2 separate regions of the Sus scrofa genome follow, and region 1 is linked to region 2. The links are chromatin contacts, called in public Hi-C maps. All regions are on one chromosome and are shown on one strand. The core of a region is the stretch at or near the end of the contact, and the rest is flanking DNA. Distances in the headings are between cores, read along the strand shown. Region 1 overlaps TFDP2 (transcription factor Dp-2). Region 2 overlaps TFDP2 (transcription factor Dp-2).

The links. A called contact is a pair of places that touch in the nucleus more often than the background predicts.
Region 1: a Hi-C map of fetal liver shows a contact between it and region 2, with 2.3 times the contacts expected there. The contact joins two enhancer-like sites. A contact is called at or near these places in 1 of 5 promoter capture datasets (fetal liver), 4 of 47 Hi-C or Micro-C datasets (blood, epiblast stem cells, fetal liver and 1 more) and 1 of 2 datasets of contacts at active chromatin or transcription factors (skeletal muscle).

What each region holds. Positions count from the first base shown.
Region 1 is chr13:82,907,882-82,913,726 of Sscrofa11.1, reverse strand. All of the region lies in intron 1 of TFDP2 (transcription factor Dp-2), which reads left to right. Among named protein-coding and RNA genes, the nearest start is that of TFDP2, 27 kb to the left of the region's middle. Within about 2 kb of position 4,531, at least 4 of the 83 cell types and tissues checked have an H3K27ac peak or open chromatin away from gene starts, as enhancers often do. A contact at or near this core is called in fetal liver, where this site is marked.
Region 2 is chr13:82,819,307-82,825,530 of Sscrofa11.1, reverse strand. The region is part of intron 1 of TFDP2 (transcription factor Dp-2); the gene reads left to right. Among named protein-coding and RNA genes, the nearest start is that of TFDP2, 120 kb to the left of the region's middle. Within about 2 kb of position 1,495, at least 11 of the 83 cell types and tissues checked have an H3K27ac peak or open chromatin away from gene starts, as enhancers often do. A contact at or near this core is called in fetal liver, where this site is marked.

The DNA of each region.
Region 1 (5,845 bases), core at 3,282-5,781, 85 kb before region 2:
GAAATAAAAGGAATCCAAATTGGAAAGGAAGAAGTAAAACTATTCCTACTTGCAGATGACCTGCATGATACTATACCTAGAGAATCCTAAAGACTCTACCAGAAAACTGTTAGAGCTCATCGATGAATTTGTCAAAGTTTCAGGATACAAAATTAATACACAGAAATTGACGGCATTTCTATTTGACAGAAAGAGCAGAAAAAGAAATTAGGGAAGCAATCCCATTTACCATTGCATCCAAAAGAATAAAATACCTAGGAGTAAACCTACCTAAAGAGACAAAAGATGTGTACTCTGAAAACTATAAGACATGATGAAAGAAATCAAAGATAACACAAATAGGTGAAAAGATATACTATGTGGATTGGAAGAGTTTATATTATCAAAACATTATACTATACTACCTAAGGCGATCTACAGATTCAATGCAATCCCTATCAAATTACCAAGGACATTTTTCACAGAACTCGAATAAAATATTTTAAAGTTTGTTTGGAAGCACAAAAGACCCAGAATAGCCAAAGACATCCTGACAAAGAAAAATGGAGCTGGAGGAATCAGGCTCCCTGACTTCATACTATACTGCAAAGCAACAGTCTTCAAAACCATATGGTATTGGCACAAAGACAGAAATACAGATCAGTGGAACAGGATAGAAAGCCCAGAATTAAACCCACACACCTACAGCCAACTAATCTATGACAGAGGAGGCAAGAATATACAATGGAGAAAGGACAGCCTGTTCAATAAGGGGTGCTAGGAAAATTGGAGAGCCCCATGGGAAAGAATGAAATTAGAACACTCCCTAATACCATACACAAAGATAAACTCCAAATGGATTAAAGACCTAGATAGAAGACCAGACACTATAAAACTCTTAGAGGAAAACATAGGCCAAACACTCTCGGACAAAAAATGACAGCAGCATCTTTTCAGATCCACCTCTTAGTGTATTGACACTAAAAACAAAAATAAACAAATGGCACCTAATCAAACTTAAAAGTTTCTGCTCAGCAAAGGAAACCCTAAACAAAACGAAAAGACAATCCACAGAATGAAAGAAAATCTTTGCAAGTGAATCAACTGACGAGGGATTCATCTCCAAAATTTATAAACACCTTCTGCAGCTCCATACCAAAAAAAGCAAACAACCCCATCCAAAAATGGGCAGAAGATCTAAACAGACAGTTCTCCAAAGAAGACACACAAATGGCCAAAAAACACATGAAAAGATATTCAACATCACTCATTATTAGAAAAATGCAAATCAAAACCTCTATGAGGTACCACCTTACACCGGCCAGAATGACCATCATCAAAAAGTCTACACACAATAAGTGCTGGATAGGGTGTGGAGAAAAAGGAATCCTAGTACACTGTTGGTGGGATTGTACATTGGTGCAACCACTGTGGAAAGCAGTATGGAGATTCCTCAGAAAACTTAACATAGAACTACCATTTGATCTAGCAGTTCCACTCCTGGGCATCTATCCAGAGAAAACCAGGACTCGCAAAGACACATGCACTCTGATGTTCATTTCAGCACTATTTTCAATAGCCAAGACATGGAAACAACCTAAATGTCCATCGACAGAGGAGTGGATCCAGAAGATGTTGTACATATACACAATGAAATATTACTCAGCCATTAAAAAGAATGAAATACCGGCATTTTTAGCAACATGGATGGACCTAGAAATTATGCTAAGTGAAGTCAGCCATACAATGAGACACCAGCATCAAGTGCTTTCACTGACATGTGGAATCTGAAGAAAGGACAGACTGAACTTCTTTGCAGAACAGATGCTGACTCTCAGGCATTGAAAAACTTCTGGTCTCCGGACGAGACAGTTTGGGGGGTGGGGGGATGTGCTTGGGCTGTGGGATGGAAGTCCTGTGAAATCAGATTATTATGATCATTATACAATTACAGATGTGATAAATTCATTTGAGTAATTAAAAAACAAAAAAGAATGGAAATAGCCTAATGTTCACCAATAAACTGCTTTTTTTTTTTTTTTTTTAAAAAGAACCTTATGTAAACTACATACAAAAGAATGACATTAGAGAAGTTCTCTCGTGGCACAGCTGGTTAAAGATCTGGCATTGTCACTGCTGTGGTGTCGGTTCAATCCCTGGTCCGGGAACTTCCACATTCTGTGGCCACACGCACCCCCCCCCCCAAAGATTGACATTACAACATTTTCTTATACCATATACAAAAATAAACTCAAAATGGACTTTTATTTATTTATTTATTATTTATTTATTTATTTTGTCTTTCGTCTCTTTAGGGCTGCACTCGCGGCATGTGGAGGTTTTCAGGCTAGGGGTCTAATCAGAGCTGTTGCCACTGGCCTACTCCAAAGCCACAGCAGTGCCAGATACGAGCCGTGTCTGTGACCTACACCACAGCTCATGATAAAGCCAGATCCTTAACCCATTGAGCAAGGCCAAGGATTGAACCCTCAACCTCACAGTTCCTAGTCAGATATGCTTCCGCTGCGCCACCATGGGAACTCCCAAAATGGACTTTTAAAGTAAGCCTGGAAACCGTAAAACTCCTAAAAGAAAACATAGGCAGAACACTCTTGGACATAAATCATTGCAGCATTTTTTTTTTTTTTTGAAGATCCATTTCTCAAGGCAAAGGAAACAAGGTAGAAATAAACAAATGGACCCAATTAAGCTTAAGAAGCTTTTGCACAGCAAAGTAAACCACTGACAAAATGGAAAGACAATCTACTGAATAGAAGAAGGTACTTGGAAATGATATGATGATAAAGGATTAATACTCCAAATATATAAACAGCACATACAACTCAGTTTTAAAAAACAAACAGCCCCATCAGAAAATAGGCAAAAGATCTGAATAGACTTTTTTTTTTCAAAGAAGACTTACGATAGCCAAGGGGTGTATTAAAAGAGGCCCAACATTGCTATCATTAGAGAAATCCAAATCAGAACCACAATGAGATATGAGCTCATGCCTGTCAGAATACCTGTCCTCAGACTACAAATAACAAATGTTAGCAAGGATGTGGAGAAAAGGGAACCGCTGTATACTTATTGTTGGTGTGAATGCAAATTGGTGCAACTACCATGGAAAAGAGTATGGAGGGTCCTCAGAAAACTAAAATCAGAACTACCATGTAATGTAGCAATTCCACTCCTAGGTATATGCCTGAAGAAAATGAAAAACACTAATTCAAAAAGATACTTGCACCCCAGTGTTCCTAGTGGCATTATTTATAATAGCCAAGATACAGAAGCAATCCAAGTGTGGCATCAACAGATGAGTGGGTGAAGATGTATGTATATTCAATGGAATACTACTCAGCCTTAAAAAAAGAATGAAAAATTTCCATTTGCAACAATGTGGATGGACTTGGAGGGTGTTATGTTTAGTGAAATAAATCAGAGAAAAACAAATACTGTAAGTTATCACTTACATGTGGAACCAAAAAAATAAAACAAACTAGTGAATATAACATAAAAACAGGCTCAAATGTAAAGAACAAACTAATGCTGAGCAATGGGGAGAGGGGATAGGGAAAAGACAAAATAGAGTTAGAGGATTCAGAGGTACAGACTACTATGTGTAAAATAAGTGACAAGGATGTATATAGCACAAGGAGTATAGCCAATATTTTTTATAATAACTATAATCTTTAAAAATTGTGACTCACTATATTATACACCTAAACTTATAACAACCTTATAATACATTTTAAGTATGTTATATTCACTTAACATAGTATTGTTATAAATTCAAGAATTTCCTTTCTTCCTTTTCCACTAATGTTTATTTCAGTTTCACATCTTGCGTGAAGAGTAGGATAGGTAAATATAGGAGGGAAGGAGGAAGGGCAACCAGAGAGACCTGAAGAAGATCTGTTTATAACAGAAGCTGAGAGGCTTAGAGGTAGGTACCAGGGAGACTTTAATGAAGTAATAGCGCCCTCTTCTGGCTTTTTAAAAACTTGTGTTTCTGTTTGGAATTCCACGTATTGGTTCCCTACCTTATTGTGGAAGGCTTTTCTTTACACAGGATTTGATTACAGTATAACAGCTAGGTTTTTTTAAGCTCTCTAAGCAAAGATTCTGTCTGAAGTATTATAAAAGCCATACTCTATCTCTGTACCTCAGGTGGTTATTTCTACTTATTTTTTTTGAAAGCAAAAAGTATTGTTTCTGTACAAAGGAAAACACAGAATTGAAAAAGTTTAAGTTAGTGTGGTATATAGATACGTTCTTTGTGTTTCTGGTGAAAATAGAGAAGGTATAAAGGATGTAAGTAGCTCATCTTATTATTTCCTTAAGATTAGTCAAATAAAAGAAAAATGTGTTCTTCTCACACTTGCCCATATATCCACCCATTTCCTTTGCCTCTGAGGTAGTCTTTCTCATACAAATGCTGTAATGTTACACACACTTCTCTTTCACTTGCTTCTTTTCACTGGACAGTTTACATTGGAGGTCATTCTATCTATACACAATGAGCTCCCTTCTTTTTTTAGACTGCGATTTGTTTAACCAGTCTACTACCAGGGTTTGTCTTAACTTTTGCTATGAAATAGATACCCTAGGGAGTGTCTTTGTGTATCTGTGGTTTCACATGACCCTAGGAAAAAACCTCATGGGAATATGTGCATGTATAATTTTCATAGATATGCTGAAGTTATCCTCTATAAGATTGTACCTATCTATTCTACCACCAGCAGGTATGATAAAGTCTATTTTCCTTCGTCTCTATCAATACAGTGTACTGGTATCAATATTTTTGATCTTATATATTACAACTTTATTTTGTATTTCTCTTATGAGAGAGGTTGGATGAGTTTTTTTTTATGTTTAAAAGCCATTTGTGTTTTCTGTTATGCATCCTTTGCCCTTTTTTCTTTAGGCTCTTGGTGTTCTATTTATATATAGGAGCTTTCATAGGCTAGAAATTAACTCTTTTTCTGTAACGTGAATTGCATGTATTCTTTCCCAGTTTATTTTTCCTATGACTTGCATTGTGGTGTTTTCTTTTCTTTCTTTCTTTCCTTTTTTTTTTTTTTGTCTTTTTAGGGCCGCACCTGCAGCATATGGAGGTTCCCAGGCTAGGGGTCGAACAAGAGCTGTAGCTGCTGACCCACAGCCACAGCCATAGCAATGTGGGATCTGAGCCGCATCTGTGACCTACACCATAGCTCATGGCAACGCCGGATCCTTAACCCACTGAGCAAAGTCAAGGATCAAACCCACATCCTCATGTATCAGGTTCGTTAACCACTGAGCCATGAAGGGAACTCCCAAGAATTTTTTTTATTGTGGTAAAATATACATGAAATTTACCACTTTAACCATTTTAAGTATATAGTTCATATTGTATAACCAGCAGCACTCATGTCCATAACTCTTTTTATCTTATAAAACTGAAACTCTGTACACATTAAATAGTCATCCTCCATTCCTGCCTCCCGTCCCCCAGCCCTTGACAGCCATCATTTACTTTCTAACTCTATGATTTTGTCTTCTCTAAGTACTTCATATAGGTAGAATCATAGTTTTCTTGTGACTGGTTTATTTTGCTTAGTGTAATGTCTGTAGGGTTTATCCATGTTGTGGAATATAGCAGAATTTCCTTTTTTTAAGACTGAATAATATTCCATTGTATGTATATATGTACCACATTTTGCTTATCCAATCATCTGTCAATGGATACAACTGCTTCCATGTTTTAGCTATTGTGGATAATGCTATTATGAACATGAGTGTACAGATACCTCTTTGAGATCCTACTTCCAGTTCTTTTGTGTATGTATCCAGAAGTGGAATTGCTGGATCATACAGTTATTGT
Region 2 (6,224 bases), core at 246-2,745:
ACTTACATGGAGTGTAAAATGGATTTACAAAGTTATAGGTTTGTTTAGAGTAAGAACTTTGAGAATTTTGACCAAGGAATGTTTAGTTTTGATGGAATAGACAGCCCTAAAAATTTTGATGATCTTACTTGCGATTATAACCATGACAGCATCGTAGGTTGTAGTTTTCAAAAATGTGTGTCTTATATATTACAAATGTAGTCATGACAGCACTTTACAGCATCAGCATCTATAGTTAGTAATCAGCATCAGTAGAAGTAATTGAGACTGTTAACCCTTCAACTTAAGAACAATATACTGAAAAAAAGCTTCTGGAATGAAGTACCTGTGGTTCCTGCCTTATATAGAATCTCTTTAGCACAAAACCGAGGTCTCGGGGTTGGGGGGGCGGGATAGGGGAGTCTAAGCTTTCCCTATTCATCTTTCTCGGAGTCAGAATACCCAGAGAGTGACTGATTTAGATGTTCTCTCTGCCTTACATATTTTTATGCAGTTAGAAACTACCGGTGGTTACCTAGAAATCGCTCATCTCTGGTGTGGAATCAGAAGGAAGATTTGCCTGACACTTGTATTTTTCTTTATATTGTTGTTTAGGAGCAGGCATGAGTGTTGTGCTTTAAGTGTATTATGAGCTAACTCTGTTTTGCAAGTGGCTCCAGGAACCTATGGTGTAATAGCATTGTTTCTTTCTACCAAGTTTTAAGCAACCAGTTTTCAAATGAGCTTTTGGGTCTTGACTCTAAAGCTGGTGATCATCAAGCAGGAAGCTTTGCTTTTGGCACTTTGCTCACTTGTGCAAAGTTTGGCAGCTCTCTTGGCAATTTCTCTGACAGAAAAATGAAGAGATTTCTAACTGAGCACATACTGTATGCTAGGTGGACCCAGTAGAACTTACTTATAAAAGTTTGCAGACTCTTTTAATGGTTAAGATTTCAATACAAAAGATTTTGTTGATATTGATGTCTAAGATATCTTGCTCTTGACAATATGGTTTAAATGTAGCTCAGTAATAGCTCTCAAGTGAAACTTGTTACTGAAATAAGAATACTGATAACAGTGCAGTTTTGAATAAGCTTCTTAGCATGGCATATGGAATGCAACCATCCCTTTTTTTGTTTGCTAAGGAAAAGAACTGCTTTGAAATTCTGATTCACGGGTGGTATTGGCCTTTTTGAATTTGTGTCCTAAAGTTTTAAATTTATTTGAAGAACGCAACTTTTAATTTCTACATCTGTGTGCAGTCTTCATCACCCTTTGAAAATATTAAAAAATATCTTCTCTTGACTGTAAATTTCAAATGATTTGTTTGTTAACACTGTCTGGGTTACCATCTCTGAGGCCTCTGGGCTTCTTCATGAGAGTGATTTCCAATGAAGTACCCTTGGGTATTCTCATGCTCATCAGGCCTGATCCTTGTGGTTGCACCCAGCTGCCTTGATCTGCTCTAGCCATTCACTGGCTGTTGGTGCAAGATAAAAATGTGCTGCTTTCCGCTCCCTCTCTTTTCCAGGCCTGCAGACAGCGTCTGTGTGCCATCTGGTGGGTGTTTTGGCCTCAGTGACTGTGCTAAAAGTAGTGGTTGAAAATAGGCTAAACAGTGAAAAGATACAACGTTTAAGAACAAGAGACAGTAAATAAGAGTCACTGGGCCCTTTCTCTTTTTAAGCTGAAAATGGAGATAAGTAGTAGATTCTGCTCAGATGACATTACTTCTCTGATTGGAGCACAGAGACAATGGGCACTTCGCTTGTAGCAGTCTGTCCCATTTTGCTGGCTCGTAGGAATCATCGGAGGCACTCCTTTAAAATATGCATTCCCACCTGGCTTCTTCACGCTTCTAGTGCTCCAACCGAAACAATGTGTTTTGAATAAGAGGGACTCTACCCTCTCCCGCTTTTGGGGTGGGGGTGGGGTGGGGGGGTGGGACATGATGTTCTTGGGTCAGGGATCAAACCCATGCCACATCAGTGACAACACTGACTCCTTAACTGCTGTACCACCAGGGAACTCAAAGGCTAATTTAAAAAATTTTTATTATTTTTTTTTTATTTGGCTGCACCCGTGGCCTACAGAAGTCCCTGAGCCAGGGATCAAACCCAAGCCACTGTAGGGCCAACACTGGATCCTTAACTGCTAGGCTGACGTGAATCTCTTTACCATTTCCCACTTCTGTCACCCCCTTTATATCCTTTGACCAGGCACAACTGAAAAGAATTACTGGGAATGCCTGGAAAAATCAGTTGTTTGAAGCCATATGATAAATTTCTTCAGTTATTAATCAGAAGATAGATAGCATGCCCCAAAATGGGAAGTTCGAATTAAGCAGGTGGATGAGAAATGAGAAAATTGAGAATTAAAAGATTTCCCTGTCTGAGCAAGGTAAATAGAAAAAGGACAAAATGATATTTTAACTAAAGATAAAGAAGCCAGTGAAGAAACAGTAGGATCCAACCTTAAGGTGAGACTAATGTTTTGGGATGGACATTTTAAAAATATTGGGAGGGAAAGGTCCTACCAAAGAAACCCAGTGAGTTTTCTAAGATCTTCTAGCTTTGAGGTTTGATGAACTAAATAAAAACAGTTATAACATTCCAGATACCAGAGCTTGAATTAAGGAGTTGATGTAAGAAATGAAGAGGTACTGTTTAAATCCTGGCATGTGGGAAGATGGAAAAATAATTTTTTTTCTCCTTTCAAGTTGAAGAATCCGGGGCATTTATGGTTCTGGATACCAGAGAAAGAAGGAGCTAGCTAATTGTTTTAAAAGGTGTCCTCCAAGTAAAAATGCTTTTCCAAGCCATGAGAACAGACTTGATCCTCTAGGGAAAGTATGTAGGAAAGACTGACTTAAAAGATTTATTGACCCTTTGGGAGCATGCCCTGAGGGCTGTAGAGCTGGGCTTTGTTATGGTCATTTCAAGGATCCTTTCTGTGGTTCATTGGAGAGATTCTGGTTAGGTGGTCCATTGGGATGGGAGGAATCCTTGAAGTCCTGTGTTCTGACAGCTGCATAAACATCCCAGGTTTGGCTTCCATGCCTGTGACATGTAGGAATGTGCATTTCAGATCTTCTGTCTTTATCTTTGCACCAAAGAGGCTCCAGTTTGGAACTACATACAGAGAGGGAGGTTCTAGGGGTCACTAAACCATTATACTTTGGAGTTGTTATGAACTTTTATCTTCCGTTTCTCACTCTTCCCATTTATAGTGATACTGTGGTTTAATAATGGTGTCCGTCTTTGGATGTAATCTTTGCAACTTCAGTGAACATGATTGAGTGCAGACGCAACAAAATAGAGCATTACAGTGTTACAAGGTGCATATAAGTAATGCACATTATAGCTGTACTAACAGCTACGCTATAAATGGAATGAAAACTACCCCCCCAAATGAGTATGTTTAAACATAAAAATGAATGAAATCAGAGTGGCTGCAAGGTTTATTTATTTACCTTCATCCTCTATTCCTGATGTGCATACTATATACAGATGTGCTATTTTACTCGTTTTACAGATTTGGTATTTTCAGTTGGATATTCTGTCTTTTCAAAGTAATTATGAGTTGTTAATATGTGTTTCATTAGTGCTGTTGATCTGTTGGTCATGAGTTATTTTTCAAATGAAGGTGATAGATACCCCTGGGCCATCCATATTGTTCTCTCTTCTTCATCCTTTCTTCAATGACATATGGCGCTTTCTAGCTGGCTGGCTGAAATTAGAAATACAGTCTGAAGGTTGTGGAGTCTTTGCTCTCTGCAAAATGAATGATCCTATTCCAGAATCGACCTGTGACTTGACCTCATTAGTGCTGTATTTGAAACTGATCAATAGTCCTTTACAACAGTTAGGAACAAGTAATTAAAAGGTAGTATGGAAAGGAAAGAAATGCCTAACACTTTCTTTTTCTGATTCTCTTCCTTCTCTGTTGGAAATGGTTGTGAATGAAATAAAGCATGTGATACTGTCATGTAAATAGATCAGTGAAGCAGAATAGAAAGTCAATAAATTGACCTAAATAAGTAAATGATCAAGGTAGACTTTTATATTAACATGGGAGAGGCATAGATTATTCATTAAAAGTAGCCATCTAGGAAAGAAAATTGGATCTTTCACTTCTCACATCAAATAAATTCCAGAAGGGTCAAGGATGTACAATCTTATTTTATTTTATTTTATTTTTGTCTTTTTGCCTTTTCTAGGGCCGCTCCCGCAGCATATGGAGGTTCCCAGGCTAGGGGTCGAATCAGAGCTGTAGCCACCGGCCCACGCCACAGCCACAGCAACTCGGAATCCGAGCCATGTCTGCGACCTACACCACAGCTCACAGCAACACAGGATCCTTAGCCCGCTGAGCAAGGCCAGGGATCGAACCCGCAACCTCATGGTTCCTAGTTGGATTCGTTAACCACTGCACCACGACGGGAACTCCCAAGTATGTACAATTTTAAATGAAGGCATTGAAGTGTTAAGAAAACATGAGGAATATGATTTTTTTTTTTTTTTTTTCTTGGCTGCACTCACAGCATGCAGAAGTTCCTGGGCCAGGGACTGAACCCATACCATAGCAGAGACTCAGGCTGCTGCAGTGGCAATGCAGGATCCTTTACCTGAGCCACAGGAGAACTCCCATGAGGAATGTTTAACACAATCTTTAGTATGTAATTAATGATAATTAATTTCAAAGAACAGCATATCCAACTGGAAAGAGCAAACCTTTAAAGATAAGTGAAATATAGTATGTCCATGTATAGTATGTACCTCCAGAGTGGGAAGCGAAGATAAGTAAACTTTGCAGTTACTCTGACCTCCTTTATCTTCATATTTAAACATATTCACAGACCTTTTTGTTATGACACTACAGCCATACAAGGAAAGAACAGTAAAACTGATGACATTCTTTAAAAATGTGCCAAGTAAATCATATATAAAGGCAAAAGACAAATGTCGAATTGGGAAAACCATTTGCAGCAGGTGTAACAAAGAATGTACTTATTCCTTCAGCATTTAAGAGGGTCATCCAATAAAAAATCACCAACAGCCAATAGAAAGATGGGTGTAATTCTCAGGAGGGAGAGTTTGGGTGACTTTTTAAAAAAATATGTCTTATTCATAGTAATAAAACCAAAATAAAATCAAAAGGAGATACTACTTTTAACCTGAAGATTGACAGAAATAAAGTTTGATAACACACTGAGTTATAAGGATATGTGGAAATGGACACATTCACACATTTCTGAGGAGAGGGTGAATTGCTACAGGCAGTTGGTACAACTGATATGTATAAAGGCATATGTATAGTCATTGCTGTGTTATTTATAGTAATAAAAGATTTTACTATTAATAATGTTTGTAATGCTAAAAGCTCTCCATTACCAAGTGATTCAAATAAATACTAAGGCCATAAAAAGAAATATTACATAGCTAACAAAGTAAATACTGATGGAAAATTCCATATACAGGTATGGAAAGATCTAAATAGATACAATATTGTTAAGTGGGGAGGAGTATGCAAACTGCTATATTATTCAACTGTATATTTAAGGAAGAAAGGATATTTATGCATACATATTTATATATGCCTAGACATTTCTGGAAAGTAAGATTCGGATTGGCACTGAGACCTGTCACTAGGGAAGGGAATGTTTAGATGGTGGTTGGAGATAGGAGGAGACTTAGTTTTCACTGTACATGCCTGTCTCCTAAATTTCTATCATATGGTTCTGTGCAGATATTCATATATTCATTCATTCATTCGTTTATCCAACCAATATTTGTTGAATTGTTTTGTGACCCACTCACTGTGCTGCGTGCTGGAGGTAGAGCAGTGAATGCAATCAAAGATAATGATTCCCTATCTTTGTAGAACTTCTTCTGAGAGTGGGTGGGCTAAGGACAAGTAATAATCACATAAGCAAGTAAATGTAAATATGCAGTGTATCGTATGGAGATAAGTGCTATGGTGAAAAATCATAATAGGTGAAGAAGAGCTGACGTAGGGTGATCAGGCATCTCTGATGTTAGTGACAAGTGAGCAGACTTGAAGGAACCTGGGGAATAAGGCATGTATATAGATATCTGGGGGAAGAAAGTTACTGGCAGAACAAAAGCCATGAGGCAAAAATTTGCTTGGCCTGGTTTGAGGAACAGCAAAGAGGCCTGGGTGAATGAATGTAGTGGAATGAAGTGAGACTGGGGAGAGATCTGGCAGATGACCAGGTCAGAAGG